Linked DNA regions of Mus musculus: regions 1, 2, 3, 4, 5 and 7 are each linked to region 6. Evidence: chromatin contacts called from public HiChIP or PLAC-seq and promoter capture Hi-C data. All regions are on one chromosome and are shown on one strand. The core of a region is the stretch at or near the end of the contact, and the rest is flanking DNA. Distances in the headings are between cores, read along the strand shown.

Region 1 (2,700 bases), core at 156-2,655, 840 kb after region 6:
GTGTCTAAACTAAGAGAACCAGCTTTGGGCCTCCTAGTTAAGGCACTTTGTGTATGGCCATTCTTCTCTTAGAAAATAAGAATATGTAGGGCAGTGGTGGTACACACCTTTAATCTCAGCACTTGAGATGCAGAGGCAGGCAGATTTCTGAGTTCGAGTCCAGCCTGGTCTACAGAGTGAGTTCCAGGATAGCCAGGGCTACACAGAGAAACCTTGTCTTGAAAAACCAAAACCAAAATCAAAACCAAAAAAAAACCACAAACAAACAAACAGACAAAAAAACAACGGGCTGGAGAGATGGCTCAATTGTTAAGAGCACTGACTGCTCTTCTGAAGGTCTTGAGTTCAAATCCTAGCAACCACATGGTGGCTCACAACCATCCATAATGAGATCTGAAACCCTCTTCTGGTGTGTCTGAAGATAGCTACAGTGTACTTATTTATAATAATAAATAAAAATCTTTGGGCTGGAGCAAGTGGGGCCAACCAGAGCAAGCAGAGGTCCTAAATTCAATTCTCAGCAACCACATGAAGGCTCATAACCTCTGTACAGCTAGTGTACTAAAACATAAACAAATCTTTAAAAAAAAAAGAATCAATGCTCACTTCGGCAGCACATATACTAAAATTGGAATGATACAGAGAAGATTAGCATGGCCCCTGTGCAAGGATGACACGCAAATTCGTGAAGCATTCACGAATATATATATATGTTTATAAATAAATAAAATAAGAATTAAATTATACATTATATCCCTGGACACATGTACCCCAGGAAAGAAGTTGCCTCATTTGTCTTTCTGTTAGCATCTCACAGAGCATGAGTGTACACACACACACACACACACTAAGCCAAACCCTTGCAGGCTTTTATTTTATGTGTAATACACTGTAGCTGTCTTCAGACACACCAGAAAAAGATATCAGATCCCATTACAGATGGTTGTGAACCACCGTGTGTTGCTGGGAATTGAACGCAGTATGTACCTTTGGAAGAGCAGTCAGTGCTCTTAACAGCTGAGCCATCTCTTCAGCCCAGCTTTTCATTAACATTTCTTATCTACCCCAGGCTCTATTGTTCCCAACGCTTCATTCTTGTCATTTGAGACAGTGTCTTGTAGCTCAGCCACGTAGCTGAGGCTAGCTTTGAACTCTTGATCCTCCTGCCTCCACACCAGCTTAACAGCAACCATCATTCTTTTAATCTGAGACAAGGCAGTTCCTTGGTTGCCTCCTGCTGTGTGGCAATTTGCCCCAAAAGGTCATGGCTTAAAGCAACAGAGCTTTTGTTACCTAATGGTTTTTCTAGGTCAGGAGTCCAGGTGAGGCTTAGCAAGCTGCCTCTGGCTTCTTATGATGTCATAGTCAAGCTGTCAGCTGAGCCTTAAGTCTCACCAGAAAGTTTAGTGAGAGGAGACTCTGCCTCCGGTTGGTGGCTGCTGGCTAGCTCTGCATCCTTATCTCCTGGAAGTGCAACTCTCCACAAAGTTGCCTGGAGGAGACACGGATCCCTGCAGAATAAGTAAGCAGTACAAAGACATGGGCAAAGAAGGACATTGTCTCTTCCAGTCTTGGAAATGATGTTCTATGCTGTGTTCTGAACATCCGGATTAGATACATTCTCTGTCACTGAGACCAAATACCTGACAAGAGGCAACGGAAAGGAAGGATTTATTTTGGTTCATCTTAGCAGGGCAGGAGGAGCAGCTGGAGCTTCAGGCCCAGCTTAGATCTCACTGATGAGGAATACAGAGATTCCAGCTAGGAGTGGACCTGGCTTGTTACCTTTACCATAAGGCCACTCCTGTGGTCTCTTGATCAAGACTACTTTTTCCTTTTTATTTCTTTTTTTTTTTTTAAGATTTATTTATTTATTTTATGTATGTGAGTGCACTGTAGCTATACAGGTGGTTGTGAGCTTTCATGTGGTTATTGGGAATTTGAATTTTAGGACCTCTGCTTGCTCCGGTCAACTCCGCTCCCTGTAGCTGACTTCAGACACACCAGAAGAGGGCGTCAGATCTCATTATGGGTGGTTGTGAGCCACCATGTGGTTTCCGGGATTTGAACTCAGGACCTTCGGAAGAGCAGTCAGTGCTCTTACCCGCTGAGCCATCTCGCCAGTCCAAGACTACTTTTTCAAAAGGTACCATAACCTCGCAGAATCTGCTCAAACCTCATGTCTTACCCCCTGTTCTCCATTCTTTCCAGAATCAGGAGCTAGCTGCCTGGGCATGAATGAACATAGCCATTCCAGAACCCAGAGTAGGAGGAAGGACAGATAATTAAGAATTGAGAGGCCTTAGGGCATGGGTGGCTCATGCCTTTGCTCCCAGCACCCAGGAGGCAGAGGCAGGAGAAAAAAAAAAATAACAAGGGCCTTTAAAATGGCTCAGTGGAAAAAGCAATTGCCACATAGACCTGAGGATCTGAATTTGATCCTAGGAATCTACGTGGTGGAAGAGGAGAACCAATTATTGCAAGTTGTCCTCTGATCTACATGTGCAGGCTATATGACACATGCACACACAGGTATCACCCCTACACTGATGGTAAATTAAATTAAAAAATAAAAACATTAATCCCAGTACTCGGGAGGCAGAGGCAAGCGGATTTCTGAGTTCGAGGCCAGCCTGGTCTACAAAGTGAGTTCCAGAACAGCCAGGGCTATACAGAGAAACCCTGTCTCAAAAAACCAAA
Region 2 (2,700 bases), core at 28-2,527, 780 kb after region 6:
TCTACCAGAAGACTATCTCGGAGACACTCTCACTCTCTCTCTCTCTCTCTCTCTCTCTCTCTCTCTCTCTCTCTCTCTCTCTCTCTCTCTCTCTCTCTCTCTCTCTCACACACACACACACACACACACACACCTACACAAGTCTCGGTGGAGCCCAGAAAAACTTTTTCAAAGATCTGGATTAGGACTGGATAGATGAGCCGGGCGTGGTGGCACACGCCTTTAATCCCAGCACTCGGGAGGCAGAGGCAGGTGAATTTCTGAGTTCGAGGCCAGCCTGGTCTACAGAGTGAGTTCCAGGACAGCCAGGGCTGCACAGAGAAACCCTGTCTGGAAAAACCAAAAAAAAAAAAAAAAAAAAAAAAAAAAAAAAAAGGACTGGAGAGATGGCTCAGTAGTGAAGGGTACTTCTGCTCTTCCAGAGGACATGGGTTCATTTCCCAGGACACATAAGGAAGTGTATAGCCATCAGTTCCAGGAGATGACCCCCCCCCTTTCTGGCCTGCCTAGGTACCAGGCACACATGCAGTGCTCATACATATATATTCAGGCAAAAGCTCATCTCATACACATAAAATAAAAATAAGCTAATCTTTAAGGCAAGGATTTCTATAGGCTGCTACAGATACAGGGGAGAGGTGACCTTTTTATGGTTCTGATGTTTTTAAGGGTAGGAGAGGGGAGCAAAGTCCCTGGGCAGAGCCTGAAGGTGTCCTAGGAGCTGACCTAAAGAACTGGCGAGAAGGCCTGGCAGTCTCGTCAAGTGGGGCAGATCACCAGAGGTAACGGCTGACTGCGGCGATCCCCATGTGATTTCTGGCCAACACTGGCAGTCAGGCACTTAGCCATAGGAGGTTACTGAGCACTGAAGTATGACAAATGCGACTGAAAAACCTCAATGTCTAGTCTTATGTAAAGTCAGTTTAAATATCCACACGCTGGTGGCGACAGCTTGGGTGACAGCAAGTACTAGAAGGTTTCCCCAGAAAATCCCAGGACATGAGAGGTCCTGCCTAGCACCAACCTTGCTGGCAGAGTGCAGTTCTGGGGGTGATGGTGAGCCTGGGCCACTCTCCCGCGGCAGCATGGCTGAGGCCCAGGGTCACAGAGATGGAGCCATGCCTCAGGCCCGCTGGTCTTAGCCTAGCCCGGGTGTTCCCTTCATCCCTGGGGGTCTGAGCAAGCTGACTCATGCGAGCACCATCAGGATTCCGTGTTAGCTCATAATGGGCTGGCTGGCCCGCCCAAGGTTAGCCCTACACCTCTATTGTGATGGCCTTACAGGGCAGCAAGCCAGCCAGTGCAGGTATGTAGACTGGCAGACAAGACAGACAGATTCACCCTAGGGTAACTAACTCCTTGCACAGGTACAGATGAGCCATCTCCCCAACCAACACCCTGGAACACTTTCTCAGCCTGCTCCACAGCAGGAGGGCAGAAGCTCAAGACCCACTTGGTGAAACTTCTCTGGCCAAAAAGGAAAGCTAAGGTCTAGAACTGAGAGGCCCAGGTAAGACGAGCTGGAAACTAAAACTCCCATTCTAAGCATGGGATCTTCCTTGCCAGCCCAATCAGTAGTTAACTAACTTCCAGCTTAAAGAATCTGGTTAAAAGGGCTTAGCTGTTGAGAGCACTGGCTGCCCTTACATAGGACCTGGGTTCAATTCTCACTACCCACACCGTGGCTCAAAACCTTCTTAGACTGGAGTCCCAGAGGCTCTGATGCCCTCTTCTGCCTCCTGAAGGCACTGTATCCACGTGGTGCACATACACACATGCAGATAAAATACCTACACACATAAAATTTAAAAAACCTTGGTAACACAAAGGAACCAACCAACCAATCAGGAACAGAGTGTCCACCTCTCCTTGCAGACAGGTCCAGCGCCTCAGTCCTTTCTAGTGATGTGAGAAAGCAAACTCTCCTACAGTGGTCTCCCCAGTTACTTCATCTCAGGTAGGGGTGTGGTTTGGGGGTTTTGTTTGTTTGTTTGTTTTAAGCACAACCATTTATTGTTATTGTTGTTTTTTAGTATTTTTTTTCAAGACAATGTTTCTCTGTGTAGCCCTAGCTGTCCTATAGACCAGGCTGTCCTGGAACTCAGACATCCACCTCTGCCTCTCTAATGCTAGGATCAAAGGTATGCACCACCATGCCTTTGCACAGGGGTGTGGTTTTTGAAAAGTTTGAAGGCTGTGTCCAGTCCCTCCTGGCCCCCATCTTGGTCTCTTTATTATTGCCTGGTTTTTACGAGAGAATTCTGTCAGGCTCTAGGGGGTGATTACAAAGCAGATTCAGGAATGCACTCCTGGGTACATGGAGTTCTCACCTCACCACAGAAGGTACCACACAGGCCTGCTCCAAAGATATGAGCAGTGATCTGACAACAGGCTTGCTTAAAAGACAGGAGGATCACGAGTTAGAGGCCCTGTCTCAAGACCAAGCAAATAAAAACCAAATGGTATGTGGCTTCACAAGAGGTAAGTAAGGAAAGATATTGATGTGTGGCTAACGATGCCAGCAACGGAGAAATCACAAAGGCAGAAGAGAAAAACTCTATTCAATAAATATGTATTGACAAGTCCAAGTACCAGGCAGGGTAGGGCAGAAATGAGTGAGAAGCTCTGAACCTTCCACAACATTTTTGGAGGTGAATACCCGTGACCTCTTCCCTAGTGAGCTGCTCTGCTGCCCACGCT
Region 3 (2,700 bases), core at 166-2,665, 930 kb after region 6:
TTCTGGGATAATAGGTGTGTCCCACCTCACCCAATTTAAAAGTATTATAACCAATCTGGCTTAGATGAAGAAATTCTTAAGAGACACTTGTGTCTCAATCTGTTACATTATTGAAACAGTGAACCCCAGAGAAATGGGAGTTTCCTTGGAATCTCATGCTGGGAGAGACCAGAGGGAGAATTTGTCTCCTGGGAAAAGATTTCACAGTTAGTACAGCTTGTGGGACAGAACAGCTTACCAAATGAGATTGAATCCCAGACAATGATGGGCCACTGGTAGGCTGGACCAGGTCTGGACTGGCACTTAGATACAAATATTTTTGCCTTCTGTTTTAACTCTGTTCTCACTTCAGAACGGGGAAGGTGGACTTGAGGGGTTTGCTGGGTCTCTTTTTTCTGTTTTCCTCTTTTAAGTAGGCTCATTTAATTGGCTTAAGGACCGGTGGCTGGAGCTGACTTGGGGCAAAAGTTGTGACACCCAACTTTTGTAATATTAGGTTTTGTTGTTGTTGTTTTAAAGATCATCTACCATAAAAGGAACACCAGATCTGAATGGATGACCATAGGGTCCTGCCTTTAGGGCTTGGGAGGAGATTTGTCAGAGCCCACCATCAGGAAAGAAGAGGGAGCTGCATACAAAGGCAGCACAGCTGGAGGGAAGGGGAAGGGAGGGGGAAGGGAAGGGGAAGGGAGGGGGAAGGGAAGGGGAAGGGAGGGGGAACGGAGCGGGAAGGGAAGGGGAAGACAGCCACAGTCCATAGAATTGTGTTTTGTTTCTTTTCTTTTCCTTAAATTATTATGTGTATGTTATTGGGGGAGGGGGGTGTCAATTTTGTGCAGTCTTAACCAGGGTTTTAGTAATTGTGTTTAGGTCTCATATTCTGTTGTACAGCCATCTCCCCAACCCTATTTTTAGATGTTGAGACGGCCACTAACTCTCTAGCCCGGTCTGACATCGAACTCACGGCAATCCTGTTGCCTCAGCCTCCTAAGTGACTAAATTACGGGCACGAGCCACCAAGCTCTGGGTCAACAGTATTTTGTTCTGTTTGGCTTTGAGTTTTAATAAGACCGGTCCTGTTCTGGAGGGATGATTGGTGACACCTCGGGGACACAGATGAATGTTCTCCAAAGCTCTGCTGCACTGTGCTAGGACGTAGGCCCCGACCAGGAGGGTGGGAATATTCCAGCCCCTGCGACAATTCATCTGCAGAGTGCCTCTGAAACTGCACCTGGTAGCCCTTGGGTCGTGCGTCGCTCGGGTCCGCGGGGTGTGGAGAGCATCAGAGTTCCCCAGGTCCCATAATCACCTTTGGCTTCCAGCACCAGGAGGGAAGCCTCCCGCCCACTGTCCGGCCCCCAGGGACCCACGTGACTTCCTGAAGCCCCAGGGCGCCGCCCCTCCTGTTCAGTTTCGATTCCTTCCTCGCTGCTTCTTAAGTACCGCGCGGTAGGGTGCGCAGCTGTCCCTGCGCGTCACGTCGGGTGAGCCCACGAGCGCGATGGCGGAGCTGAATCCTCTGGCCGAGGAGCTGTCCTGCTCCGTCTGCCTGGAGCTCTTCAAGGAACCTGTCACCACTCCGTGCGGCCACAATTTCTGCATGTCATGCCTGGATGAGACGTGGGTCGTCCAGGGCCCGCCGTACCGATGCCCGCAATGTCGCAAAGTGTACCAGGTGCGCCCGCAGCTGCAAAAGAACACGGTAATGTGCGCGGTGGTGGAGCAGTTCCTGCAGGCCGAGCAGGCGCGGACCCCGGTGGACGACTGGACGCCTCCTGCCCGCTTCTCCGCCTCCAGCGCAGCCACCCAGGTGGCCTGCGACCACTGCCTGACGGAGATCGCAGTGAAGACGTGCCTCGTGTGCATGGCCTCTTTCTGCCAGGAGCACTTGAGGCCTCACTTCGACAGTCCGGCCTTCCAGGATCACCCCCTACAGTCGCCCATTCGTGACCTTCTGCGCCGCAAATGTACCCAGCACAACCGCCTTCGGGAATTGTTTTGTCCCGAGCATGGCGAGTGCATCTGCCATATCTGCTTGGTAGAGCACAAGACCTGCTCCCCTACGACCCTAAGTCAAGCCAGCGCCGACCTGGAGGTAGGGAGTGGCTGGTTGAGGGTATAGAGGACAGCTTGGATCAGCTGAATTGTGGAGAGGCCATCCTGGGTATCCCTGTAGTACAGTGGGTTGCTAGAGGAGATAGGCTTTGCTGGGCCAGAGATCCCATTCCTTCACAGACCTCATGGCCTTAGGCTCCGTGGGCCGCAGTCTGGGAGTTGGGCAGTAGGAAGCCATCCCCACAGACCAAACAAGTAGATTTTATATAGCCTCCCGCTCATCCATTATCGCCTGCCTTCTCCAGCCCTCTTAGTTCTATTTTACATAGAGCACAACGGAAGGCACAGGTAAGAGTGCCTGCCCCAAGTCTGTGTTTGTCCAGTGGAGTTCAGTAGTTTTGAATATTAACCAGGAACCCTGGGGGTTACCTCTCCAACCCCTTCAGATCCTGGCAGCACGAAAGGGCTGTGTCTGTTTAGTTCATTCCACAGCTCAGGGCTGTGTCTGTTTAGTTCAGGAAAACAGGCCCAGAGAAATTAGCTTAGCAGGAACCAGGCTGCTTTGAGTCACAGCTTCTGGTTTCCTTTTTCCCTGTAGACCACAGATCTGTTGAGTCCAGAGCATGGAGCAGTCTTGGAAGCTTG
Region 4 (2,700 bases), core at 73-2,572, 890 kb after region 6:
CACGATGGCTCACAACTATCTGCACAGCTACAGTGTACTCATATACATAAAATAAATAAATCTTTGAAAAAAAAAAAAAGACTGAAAATCAGGGGTGGTGAGATGACTCAGGAGATAAAAGACAGTGGCCACCAAGCCTGGCACCCTTAGTTCAGTCACAGGGAGCTACATCATAGAAAAACTGACTTCTCCGTGTTGTCCTCTGACTACACACACACACACACACCCTTTGACACTCACAAAACAAATTAAAAAAGAAAGAAAGAAAGAAAGAAATTAAATTAAAAGGCTGGAAAGATGGCTCAGCTGGTAAGATCACTTTCTCACTGTCTTGCTCTTCCAGAGGACCTGGGTTTAATTCCCAGAATTCACATGGCAGCTCACAACTTCTGTACCTTCGCTTTCCTGAGATCCAAAGCCCTCTTCTGACTTCTCAGAGCACCAGGCATACAAGTAGTACACAGACAGACATGGAGGCAAGACAAAATATATTTTTTTCCTTTAATAAAGTGAGAGTTAATCCAGACACTTGGTAGGTAAGAGTCCGAGGCCAGCCTAGTCTATGGAGAGAGTTCCAGGACAGCCAAGGCTACACAGAAAAAAACCTGTCTGGAAAAACAAACAAAAAGAAAAAAAGGAAAAAAACGAGAAGAAAAGAAAGAAAGAAAATGTGCCAATTTGCAAGTCATTCCACAAAACAAAATTCTTTTTTGCCCAAAAATAGGCCAGAGCAGTCAGCTGATATTTTGTCTCTTCTAAACCAGCAGAGGTGGCAGGCTTTGTTTCAAAGCAAGGATTTGTAGAGGTCTCTTTGGCCTCCAATCTCAGCTCAATCAAATGACCCTAAAACGTCACTAGGCAGCTAACCACAGGAGAAAGGGGAGGTGGCCTTTAGACCGTGAAGTCTCACTCATCAGCAATTTCCTGAAACCATACGTTTCTGTACAAACACTTCCATCTCCAGGAATCACCCTGCATCAGGAAGGGGCAGGAAAAGGCACTTTGAATTAAGACACAAATAAAAATTAAGAGGTTCAGAAACAATATAAATTTCTCAAGGGAAGAAGCGGGAGAAAGAAATGTGTTTTAAAAAAAAGAAAAAGAAAAACGCGAACGCATCAACAAATTCGAGAAGGAGGCACCCACCGTTGGTGCGTCTTTCTCACGAACCTACCCGCGCTGAAGCCCAGTAAGAACGATAGGAGCAGCAGCCACAGTCGCACGAGACAGATCCGCCGCGAGAGCTCCATGATGAAAACCCCGCCGCAACATCAGCAACAGGCAGGAGCCAAAGGCCATCGCGTGACGGCTTGCGCGGGGACTGGGCGGAGTCAGGGGCGGAGCCTAAGTGGGCCCTGACACTCCTAAGGATTCCGCGCTCCCTCTGCCGGTCGGACCCACCCAGGACCTCCTACAAAGGGCTCTCGAGGGAGGTGCTACAAAGGAGGCAGTTAATATGTCATCTGACCTTGGTTACTAAGTAGGGAAGAATTGAGAAAACTACAACTGGATAACCACCATCCCCTCAGCCCGGCCCGTGTTTGTCTTCTCCGACAAAAGGCTTATGTTTTATCTTTTAAGACTTGTTTTTATTATTTTATGTGCATATGTGTGTATGAATGTATATGCCACATGTGTGGGTTTATGCAGAAGGAGTGGGTTTCTCTGGAGCTAGGGTTACAGGGCTTTTTGAGTGGCCGGTGCAGATGCTGGGAACTGAATTTGAGTCCTCTGGAAAACCAACAAGTGCTCTTAAATTACTGAGCCATCTCCATAGTCTCAGGCCTAGAATTTTAAAAAATTGCATCTGAAAAGATGAAGTCAGATTAAAGCACGAACCAGCAGGTCTTTTAAGACTAGAGCTGGGCAGTGGTGGCGCACACCTTTAATTTCAGCTCTTGGGAGGCAAAGTCAGGTGGATTTCTGAGTTCCAAGCCAGCCTGGTTTACAGAGTGAGTTCAAGGACAGCCAGGGCTACACAGAGAAACCCTGTCTCAAAAAAAAAAAAAAAAAAAAAAAAAAAAAAAAACAGAAAGAAAGAAAGAAAAAGAGAGAGAGAGAGAGAGAGAGAGAGAGAGAGAGAGAGAAAGAAAGAAAGAAAGAAAGAAAGAAAAGAAGAGAGAAAGAAAGAGTCTAGATTCTATTTTCAGAAACCCATTACTTTGAAGTGGTGGCTCAGGGGTTAAGGGCATTGTTGCTCTTCCAAAGGACCCAAGTTTGGTTCCCAAGACCCACATGGTGGCGTACAGATTCAGAACTCCACATCTCATGATCCAGGGGATCTGGCACTTCCTCAAGCATACATATGATGCATATATAAGCCTGCAGGCAAAACGCTCACATAGATAAAGTGAATCGAAAATATTATTATCAAATCACATGTGTCATTAATATACTAGTAATTCATAAAAAATTACTATATAGATCCTATAACTTTTGGTTATGTATTTTAAACACAGCAAAAAAAAAGTGGACTTTTTCTCTCTTGATAGCATGGTCAACATCACTGTGTGTGATATACTATCTTCAAAGCAGTTATTTAAAAGAAGGTATCAAGGGCTTGTGGAGAGGAATTTGAAGAAAACATGGACTGCAGAGGTGTGTGTGTATGATATGTCTGTCTGAAGATAAATTTTTATTTTACGGAATATTTTAGGGGTACTGAGTCACCTCACAGAGCCAAGCAACAGCAAGAGCTAC
Region 5 (2,700 bases), core at 101-2,600, 990 kb after region 6:
AAGAACAAATTGGTTTTGTGACTGGCATAAGGTTCTTTGTGTACCCTTCATTCTTCCTTATGTAAAGTGGGATGCTACAGAGTAGCCACGAGCCAGGCAGCACTTAAACAGGCCTTTGATGAAAATTAAGAGCCTTGGCAGGGGTGGGAATTTAGGGGTGGTGTTGGTGGTGGAATTCAGTTGTTAGAGAGCTTGAATAACATGCTTAAGGCTTTTGGGTTGGATACCCAGCACCTCATGAACTGGTTCAGGTGATGCAAACCTGTATTTTCAGCACGGGGAGGCGAAGCATTAAAAGTTCAAGGTCATCTGCTATCCTTAGTGAGTTTGAGGCTAGCCCGGGCCACAGGGGAGAGACTGTCTCACAAAGGGTAAAAACAAAAATAAAAACAAACAAAAACACCAACCAACATCTACATGAGACTTGCTTCAAACGCCAGGGATGCCGTGAATAGTTTGGGCCATTTGCTGAGATGAATTTAGGTCTCACCACCCACTGTTTACAATCCTGCCTCCCATAAAAGCCATACCTGTAATCGCACAGTTTAGGCTGGCTGCCACACTGCTGCCTGCAGAATACACAGTAAGAGCACAGGGGCACGTTGCCGCGGATCCAGTGGTGGGGCATGGCATCTGCGGCCTTGTCGTTCTTGAGCATGATCTCCTTGCACGGGAAGCGCTTGTCGACCTTCTTGAGGCAGCCCTCGTCCACGCGGAGCCCACAGCAGTCGCAGAAGGCTCCTTGCAGGATGTGCTGCGCGCACACGCAGCAGTAGGTGGGGTGGCTGAACAGGTCGGTGTCACGCCAGCAATGCTTGCTCTTGCGGAAGATATCCCTGCGGTGCAGCTGCCGGCGCGACCGCTGCAGGCTACACCATAAAGTGATGAACACCGGCAACAGCACGGAGCACAGCGTCCATAGGACCAAGTGGCCATCAGGGAGCAGGCTCTGGGCGGGTGGGCCGGACCGCTGGTCCCCCTCCATCTTCTCAGGCCCAGGCGTGGCCTATGGAGCGCCGGGTCCAGAAGGCTTGCCTTCGGATTCACTGCGTGGGGTTGCGGCTCGTCCCGAGGCTGCGCGTGGCCTCGGCCCCGGGAAAGGCGCAGGTCGCACCCGCGGGCTCCGTGCAGTACAGGCTTGGCTCGCGGCCACTGCGTTCACAACGGCTGTCGCGCTGAGCCTCGCCCGTGCCTCTCTCGCGAGGTCTCCGGAGACCCCCCCCCCAACCCCCCAGTTCGCTCTCGCGGTCGCCGGTACCACCTACAGCCAAGCCTCCGGCCGCCGTCCCACCCTCAGGCCGCGAGATCTGCGTGGGATGAGGAGGCCGCGCTTGAGAAGCGCACCTGCGCAGTCCGCACGCCGGCCGGCAGCTCGGCGAGGGCTGGGAGGGGCCTGACGCGCCCACAACTTGGGCGGGGCCAGGTAGGACAAAGCCAATGGCGGTGCTTTCCGATGGTGGGCGGAGCTAGAGGAAGGCGGAGTCTGCGCTGATAAAATTTGTAGGCGGGACCAGGTGTAGGGCGGGGCTCGCGGCGGCGCTCCCCTTGGGTGGGAGGGGGTCAGGTATGAGGGCGTGGCGGAGGCTAAGAGGTGGCTTGGAAAGTTGAAAGACTTCAAGGGTCTGGACCATCTAGGAAAGGATGAGCAGAGGAACGGATAAGATGGTGTGGAATGAGGCATGGTTTAGGGAAATCAGGGGCGGAGTAAGTACATGGTTGACTATCAAAAGTTCAGAACCAAAGGAAGTTCTACCATAAGTGACTTAACAGTATTTGACCTTTAGCCTGATCCCCTTCTTCAACGGTGAAGGTGGAATTGGCATGATTATGGATATCGGGGAATCCTGGATGGAGAAAACTGGCTCTTTTGAAGGTGTTATGTTCATTCAGAACACAAGTCAAAGACTGCCAAAAGTTACCAGTGTATTATATAAATATAATAAAATAATAAAATAACTGGACATGTGGCCCACATGTGGATGGACCTCTGTGAGTTCAGGGCCAGCCTGATCTACATAGTGTGAGGACCAAAACAGGAAAAATAAAGCATACAGGTTAAGAGTTCTGTTTGTATTTAAGGATAAGTTCCTGTTTGTCTTGTGTTTGTTTGACCCATCTGCACGGATGTGTTTGATTACATGTGGACCGGAAGTAAATCAGGGTCACATGTAGGCAGGAAATACATCAAGATTTACGCTTGCCCCCAGTTGAACCAGACGGGAAATGCAGTGAATTGTGGGTTTTGCCTTTTTAAGCCCGTGCAAAGCACGACTTGAGGCCATTCTCTGGGAACCCCGAGATGAACTTGGCCAGAGAGTCCATCACCTTGGCCAGTATTTAATTAAAGCTTACATTAAATTTGGTTTTAAATTGTGGTAGTGGTCTTATTCTCTACTGAGGGATTATCACGAGTTCTTGGTCAACTAGGGATACACAATAAGACAAACAAAACAAACAAAACAATGCAAAACCAACCAAACAAGCCGGGCAGTGGTGGCGCACGCCTTTAATCCCAGCACTCGAGAGGCAGAGGCAGGCAGATTTCTGAGTTCGAGACCAGCCTGGTCTACAAAGTGAGTTCCAGGACAGCCAGGGCTGTTCAGAGAAACCCTGTCTTGAAAAACAAAAACAAAAACAAACAAACAAAAAAAACCCAACCAAACAACAACAACAACAAAAACCCGAACCAAAACAACCCCA
Region 6 (2,700 bases), core at 64-2,563:
ATATATATGAATATGATATATATATATGCATACATACATACACACACATACATATATATGAAGTTGAAGATATGTCTTTTATTAAAACTGTCTGGAGGGGATAAGAGTCAGTTTGAAATATGTTGAAGTTCTGAAATAATGTGCACATCTGAGGAGTTGGTTTTATTTTTTAACATTTTATAAAAATATCATAGATGGAGCCTGCCCCCTCATTTCCCCACCACAGATTCTTTGGACTAGATATATGTTTAATAATAGCTTGTCTCTGATATTCACAGTAGCTACCTCTATGTGAGGAAAGGATAGAAAACATTCAAGACATCATATGGGCTTACGATCTACAGATTCCAACCAGTAGCAGTGGCTGACTCCTACACAGACGACTGGGAACTGCAAACAGGCTGGGGTCACCTCAGTGACATCTGACGCTGTCCAACCAGAAGTCTGACTTGTGTGTGCGTGTGCTGCAGGAATTGAAAAATGTACTAAAAGACTAAAATATTTTGCCTCTATACTTTCTCATTCGTTTTTATTGTTTGTTTTTAATCCTGGCGGGAGAGGGGTTTTTAAGTATTTCCTGTATCTGGAATGAAAGGGAAAGATGGGAAAGCGGTCCCGTCACCCAAGAATAACCCAGTAATGACATCTGAACGCGTGGGAAGTGTTTCCCTCCACAGTAGGCGCTTCTAAGGCTGTACCCTAGTGGAATTCCCTGCTCAAATTGGAAGACCACGCAAAGGGCGATGGCAAGAGCGCTGAGTGAGGGCTTAGCTGGTCAGGAATAAAAATACCCGAGGGTAGGGGACACTAGAAGCTAGCATCCTAGTTCGTAGGTGGAAGCTGTGATGTGCTTGACCGATTGAACAGCCAGGTGACCAACCGAAGCCCTGACTGCCGCTGGGGGTATGAGAGGGACGCGACGCCGCCGGGTACCAAGGCAGAGTCACGAGAGGCAGCCCAGCTGTGCCCAGCGGGCCAGCGCCAGACCCTGGCGTCCTCCATCTTCTCTCCTGCGCTCCCCCTGCTCCAGCTGCCTGAGCCACGGACCGCAGCATCACACACCCCCGCGGGGGGGGACGCCGCACCCCATCCCCGCCCCCGGCCCCACCCCAGCCCCCGCGCGGGCTCCCTGACCCCACCGCCCGCGGGCACTGGCTGAGCTCCGAGGCGGCGCGCCGGCGGCGGGGACGCCCGGAGGGGGTCGAAGCGGCTGGGGGCGGCGGCGGCCGGGCCGGGGCTCCCCCCCCGCCCGCGCTCGCCGCCGCGGTGGTGCGTCCCGGAGGTTACCGGAAGTGGCCGCGCTCGGCGCTGCCATGTTGAGGAGCCGCCGCTGCCGCTGCCGCCGCCGCCGCCGCCGCTTTGTTGTCGCCTCCTCCGCCTGAGGAGGCTCCCCGAGCGGGGGGAGTGGGGAGGAGGGGGGTCGGCCGCCGCAGCCATGGAGGCCAACTGGACCGCGTTCCTGTTCCAGGATCTGGGGGCCCCGGGGGGGTCGGGGGGCCAGGGGGGCCGGGCCGGGCTCGGGCGGGCGGGCGCTCCTCCCCTCCCGGCTCCGCTCTCCGGCCCGGCCTTAATCCCCCTTTGTTTTTCCGCCCGCCCGCTCCGGCGGAGCCCGGCCGCCGAGGTGAAAGGAGGCGGCCTCGCGGGGTGCGGGGGAGAAGCAGGCCTCGGGGTGAACCCGGGCCCCCCCAAGCACACACGCACACACACACCCTTCCCTCCCGCCCCGAAGGGGAAGGGAGGAGGCCGGCCGCTGTCACCACCCCGCGGCCCAGAGAAAGGAGGGCGCCGGGCCGCTGTGGAGCGCGGGCCGCTCGGCCACTGCGCGCCCGAGCGGGGCCGCGCGGCGCAGCGAGGGGGTCTCCGGGTCCCGCTCCGAGTACCCATCCATCTTTCGCTTGCGCTTTTCGCGTCACCTCTCTCTTTTTGTGTGTGTGTGCTTGTGTGTTGACTTTCTGACCCTCCTCCCACATCCCGCGAATAGCGGGTATCTCTGGCTTCGCCGCCACTCCCCCTTCTCGCCGCCCCCTCGGGTGGACCCGACGGGGGGTGTTGCGAGCGTGGTTCCCCTCTGCAAACTTTTCTCCGCTCCTAGCCCAAGTCCTGGGCGAGCCCTGGCAACTGGTCCCCTCGCCTCTGTCCAGCTTCTGCGGTCCCATTGAGCTTGGGGAATCCCCGAGCCGGCGGGGCCGGGCGGGGGCGGGGAGCGGCGGGGGCCGGGACTCCTGCAGGCCCGACCTTCCCCGGAGCGTGTCTCGCTAGTCTCGCTCCGCGACCCGCTCGAACGTTCGCTCCGGCCCAGTGGGCGACGGGAAGCGGAGAGGGAGCGCAAAGTCCGCTTACAAAGCCCCTAGATGAGTCACTCATAGGGAGTATGGGGGTCTTCGCTTCTTCTTTTTTTCCTTTTGCCAGAAACTTCAAAGCTAATGTTAGCGGATACTTCAGCCATACCCTTCTCCTACCACTTTAATGCGGGACCCCTGATTGGAACTTTTTCCCCCCTCTGCTTCCTTTCTGTTTGCAAATGCATTGATGAGCAGTAGAGATAAGCACATGCAGAAACTTCAGAACTGAAGGTTAGGGAGCTAGTCGTTTTTAAAATGTGTCCTTCCCGCCTCCCTCTTTGGAGTTTTCCTAAATACTTCGTGAAATTCCAAACGCGTAGCTTGGGCGCTTGAGACCTTTGGAAATGCAGAATCTTCA
Region 7 (2,700 bases), core at 26-2,525, 910 kb after region 6:
TGTTTGTGTTTCTTGTGATCCGACACAAGAAGACCACCATCTTCACTGATGCCAAGGAGTCAAGCACGGTGTGGGAGCTCAAGCGCATCATTGAGGGCATCATGAAGAGGCCTCCTGAGGAGCAGCTGCTGTTCAAGGACAACCAGCTCCTTGATGAGATGAAAACTCTGAGGGAATGTGGCTTCACTTTTCAGGTAGCAAGGCCAGAGACCCCAGCCACAGTGGGCCTGGCCTTCAGAACAGGAGATGTCTTTGAAGGCCTGGAGATCCACCCCTAATCTTTTCCTCCACCTCTTCCAGACGTGAGGAAGGATTCTGGAAACAGTGCTAAGGAACAAGATGTGCAGTGAGGGCCCCACAGCCAATTCCTAGAGACCTAGAGACCCATTCTCTAGTTGAAAATAAATAAATAAATTGGCTGTCTTTTAAAATAAATATTAAATAACCCTAAAAGCACAAATACTGCTCTCGCGTCATACTGTATTCTACCTCTCGACTGGAGGTGGCCAGCAGCCAGCAGCCAGCAGCAGCCATCCCTGAGGAGAAAGGAACAAAGCTAGAACAGGGCGTCCGTAGGGGATGATTCCCTCTGGGATGATAGGGCCTGCTACAGGCAGGACTGGTCGGGAACAGCAGGCTCTGGAGTGAATGGTGTGGTTCCTGAGTGTCTTCTCTGGGTACCTAGGCACCACCTGGAGTGTCTGAAGACAACTACAGTGTAACTTATATATAATAAATAAATCTTTTAAAGAAAATCTTCCTATTTATTTAGCTTTCTGACTCTCTGGACCGTCAACACTTTCAGAATACTGTTCTGCCTCAAGATGAGGAAAGCACTTGATCTGGTCAGGGACAGAGGACACACTGAACTCCCTGAGGCCCCCAAGGACGTGTGTGTGTGAGTTTTAAACAGTCTTATGAGAACTTTAAGTCTCGCATCACGAGAATGTCTCATTTTCTGCTTGGACACGCACCACAATTTGGTGCTTTCCTGACCTTTTTGGTAGAAAAGTAAAAACCTATTACAGGGGTTCGAGTCAGGCTTGCTGCTTATTAATTTTATAGATTTTTGGTTTGTTTCTGTTTAATTACACGAACCGATATCGTAGCAGCTATCCTGACAGTCAACTTGCATGTATGTTCAGCCCTGAGAAAGAATGGGGAGCTCGCGAGGGGAGCCTTACAGACCTACTTGCGCCCCCAGGCGGCGCACGCTAGCTGCTGCTGGGGGCGGGCCGCCGGACCACGCCGCTGCGAAAGCCCTTGGAACCTCTCGGCTTCCGTCGAGCATGAGCAAGATGGCAGCCTCCGAGACGGTTAGGCTACGGCTTCAATTTGACTACCCGCCGCCGGCCACTCCACACTGCACGGTCTTCTGGCTTCTGGTGGACCTGAACAGATGTCGAGTTGTCACGGATCTCATCAGTCTCATCCGCCAGCGCTTCGGCTTCAGTTCCGGGGCGCTCCTGGGCCTCTATCTGGAAGGGGGGCTGCTGCCCCCTGCCGAGAGCGCGCGCCTGGTGAGAGACAACGACAGCCTCAGGTGCGCGGGAGCGCGCGGGGGTGGGGGTGGGGGCGCGCGGCTCGGGGTGCGGGTGCGGGTGGGGGGCGCTTGCTGGACCGCAGGATGCAGGATCCGGGTAGCGAGCTAGCCAGCTGCGGAAAGGCAGGTTCGCGAGATCCTGAGTGGTCCAGCCCAGGATGGAGCATCCTTCCCCGGGTTCCCCGGGACGCTTCTCATTTCAGGGGGACTAAACTTGGAGCAGCTCCGGTGCTCAAGAGCAGGGCCAGTACTCACTCTGCCAGGCTCTGTGTGCAGTGTGCATGGCGCAAATATGCCACAGACCCGCCTTCTCTGGGCTGCACTTGCAGGCAGGAAGCAGAGATGTTTTCTGAGTAATGTATGGAATGGCCCACCTTAGCGCCTTGGCAGTGTCCACTTCTGGTGGATTTCTGTGTCTCATTCAGGTGTCATTGGGTCCCATCCAATTGGTATCGGAATGCGTTTCACGTGTCACACAGAAGGCTGTGTGTTTCAGTAGCTTGACTGCTTGCATCTCAAAGCCCTAGATTTGATTCCCAGCTGGCTAACCAGGAATCCCTGCACTGAGGAGGTGAAGACAGACAGGAGGATCAGGAGTTCAAAGTATCCTTGGCTACATAGGTCAGCCTGGCATATGTGAGAGCTGTTTAAAAAAGAAAAAAGGTAAAATCAGGCTGGGCGTGGTGGCGCTCGCCTTTACTCTCAGTAGTCGGGAGGCAGAGGCAGGTGGATTTCTGAGTTTGAGGTCAGCCTAGTCTGCAGAGTGAGTTCCAGGACAGCCAGGGCTACACAGAGAAACCCTGTCTTGGAAAACAAAAGAAACAAATGTGAGACAGAGAGAGAGAGAGAGAGAGAGAGAGAGAGAGGCCCGAGTGGAGGTGGCGTACACCTTGTATCCTAACTCTCAGAAGGCAGAGGCAGGCAGATCTCTGAATTTGAAGCCACCCTCGTGAGGGCTGGGTAGAGAAACCTGTCTCAAAACAACAAGAAGGAGAATTTAATCGTTGTCACTGAAGTGAGTATCCAGGAGCGACTACAGTGTGACTAGTTGGCAGGTGGCTTAGTTGTCTCAGATGGCGGGCTGATGCGATTGGTCATACCAGTTGGCATACATACTGATATAGTCTATGGTCCCACCACTTCCAACCACACCTCTA

Evidence for each region. Promoter capture Hi-C pulls out the DNA fragments that hold promoters and counts their contacts. HiChIP or PLAC-seq counts read pairs in DNA pulled down with a chosen protein or histone mark.
Region 1: a promoter capture Hi-C map of liver shows a contact between it and region 6, with 4 times the contacts expected there. The contact joins the promoter of Scpep1os here to the promoter of Vezf1 in region 6. A contact is called at or near these places in 4 of 39 promoter capture datasets (the 3T3-L1 cell line, liver, pre-B cells and 1 more).
Region 2: a contact with region 6 is called in a promoter capture Hi-C map of embryonic stem cells, with 9 times the contacts expected there. The contact joins the promoter of 4930556N13Rik here to the promoter of Vezf1 in region 6. A contact is called at or near these places in 17 of 39 promoter capture datasets (3T3-L1-derived adipocytes, the C10 cell line, the HPC-7 cell line and 11 more), 1 of 484 Hi-C or Micro-C datasets (cerebral cortex), 13 of 115 datasets of contacts at active chromatin or transcription factors (craniofacial prominence, embryonic basal ganglia, embryonic forebrain and 9 more) and 1 of 9 other capture datasets (adipose tissue).
Region 3: a promoter capture Hi-C map of liver shows a contact between it and region 6, with 4 times the contacts expected there. The contact joins the promoter of Trim25 here to the promoter of Vezf1 in region 6. A contact is called at or near these places in 7 of 39 promoter capture datasets (the 3T3-L1 cell line, the C10 cell line, the HPC-7 cell line and 2 more).
Region 4: a contact with region 6 is called in an H3K4me3 HiChIP or PLAC-seq map of bone marrow-derived macrophages, with 5 times the contacts expected there. The contact joins the promoter of Scpep1 here to the promoter of Vezf1 in region 6. A contact is called at or near these places in 5 of 39 promoter capture datasets (the C10 cell line, cranial neural crest, hippocampal neurons and 2 more), 1 of 484 Hi-C or Micro-C datasets (B cells), 4 of 115 datasets of contacts at active chromatin or transcription factors (bone marrow-derived dendritic cells, bone marrow-derived macrophages, craniofacial prominence and 1 more) and 1 of 9 other capture datasets (pancreatic islet).
Region 5: a contact with region 6 is called in a promoter capture Hi-C map of pre-B cells, with 2.4 times the contacts expected there. The contact joins the promoter of Dgkeos here to the promoter of Vezf1 in region 6. A contact is called at or near these places in 2 of 39 promoter capture datasets (hippocampal neurons and pre-B cells) and 1 of 115 datasets of contacts at active chromatin or transcription factors (embryonic stem cells).
Region 7: a promoter capture Hi-C map of liver shows a contact between it and region 6, with 4 times the contacts expected there. The contact joins the promoter of Coil here to the promoter of Vezf1 in region 6. A contact is called at or near these places in 9 of 39 promoter capture datasets (the 3T3-L1 cell line, the C10 cell line, the HPC-7 cell line and 4 more), 3 of 115 datasets of contacts at active chromatin or transcription factors (bone marrow-derived dendritic cells, bone marrow-derived macrophages and craniofacial prominence) and 3 of 9 other capture datasets (adipose tissue, liver and pancreatic islet).

Annotation. Positions count from the first base shown.
Region 1 is chr11:88,904,523-88,907,222 of GRCm38.p6, forward strand. It overlaps Scpep1os (serine carboxypeptidase 1, opposite strand), which reads left to right and starts at 1,406. Exons shown (of 5, transcript NR_045955.1): 1 at 1,406-1,522; 2 at 1,952-2,146. Gm23507 (a small nuclear RNA gene) reads left to right here and starts at 599; the gene lies at 599-705.
Region 2 is chr11:88,850,327-88,853,026 of GRCm38.p6, forward strand. It overlaps 4930556N13Rik (RIKEN cDNA 4930556N13 gene), which reads left to right and starts at 1,278. Exons shown (of 5, transcript NR_126433.1): 1 at 1,278-1,510; 2 at 1,876-1,957. The region is part of intron 1 of Akap1 (A kinase (PRKA) anchor protein 1); the gene reads right to left.
Region 3 is chr11:88,997,988-89,000,687 of GRCm38.p6, forward strand. Trim25 (tripartite motif-containing 25) reads left to right here and starts at 1,416. Exons shown (of 9, transcript NM_009546.2): 1 at 1,416-2,095. The coding sequence starts at 1,502. It overlaps Gm11496 (a long non-coding RNA gene), which reads right to left and starts at 1,449. Exons shown (of 3, transcript XR_388949.3): 1 at 1,232-1,449.
Region 4 is chr11:88,954,120-88,956,819 of GRCm38.p6, forward strand. Scpep1 (serine carboxypeptidase 1) reads right to left here and starts at 1,323. Exons shown (of 13, transcript NM_029023.3): 1 at 1,175-1,323. The coding sequence starts at 1,250.
Region 5 is chr11:89,059,401-89,062,100 of GRCm38.p6, forward strand. It overlaps Dgkeos (diacylglycerol kinase, epsilon, opposite strand), which reads left to right and starts at 1,351. Exons shown (of 4, transcript NR_110336.1): 1 at 1,351-1,423. It overlaps Dgke (diacylglycerol kinase, epsilon), which reads right to left and starts at 1,348. Exons shown (of 11, transcript NM_019505.4): 1 at 531-1,348. The coding sequence starts at 985.
Region 6 is chr11:88,066,966-88,069,665 of GRCm38.p6, forward strand. It overlaps Vezf1 (vascular endothelial zinc finger 1), which reads left to right and starts at 1,314. Exons shown (of 6, transcript NM_016686.4): 1 at 1,314-1,468. The coding sequence starts at 1,436.
Region 7 is chr11:88,972,660-88,975,359 of GRCm38.p6, forward strand. It overlaps Coil (coilin), which reads left to right and starts at 1,276. Exons shown (of 7, transcript NM_016706.2): 1 at 1,276-1,543. The coding sequence starts at 1,290. It also overlaps the pseudogene 2210409E12Rik.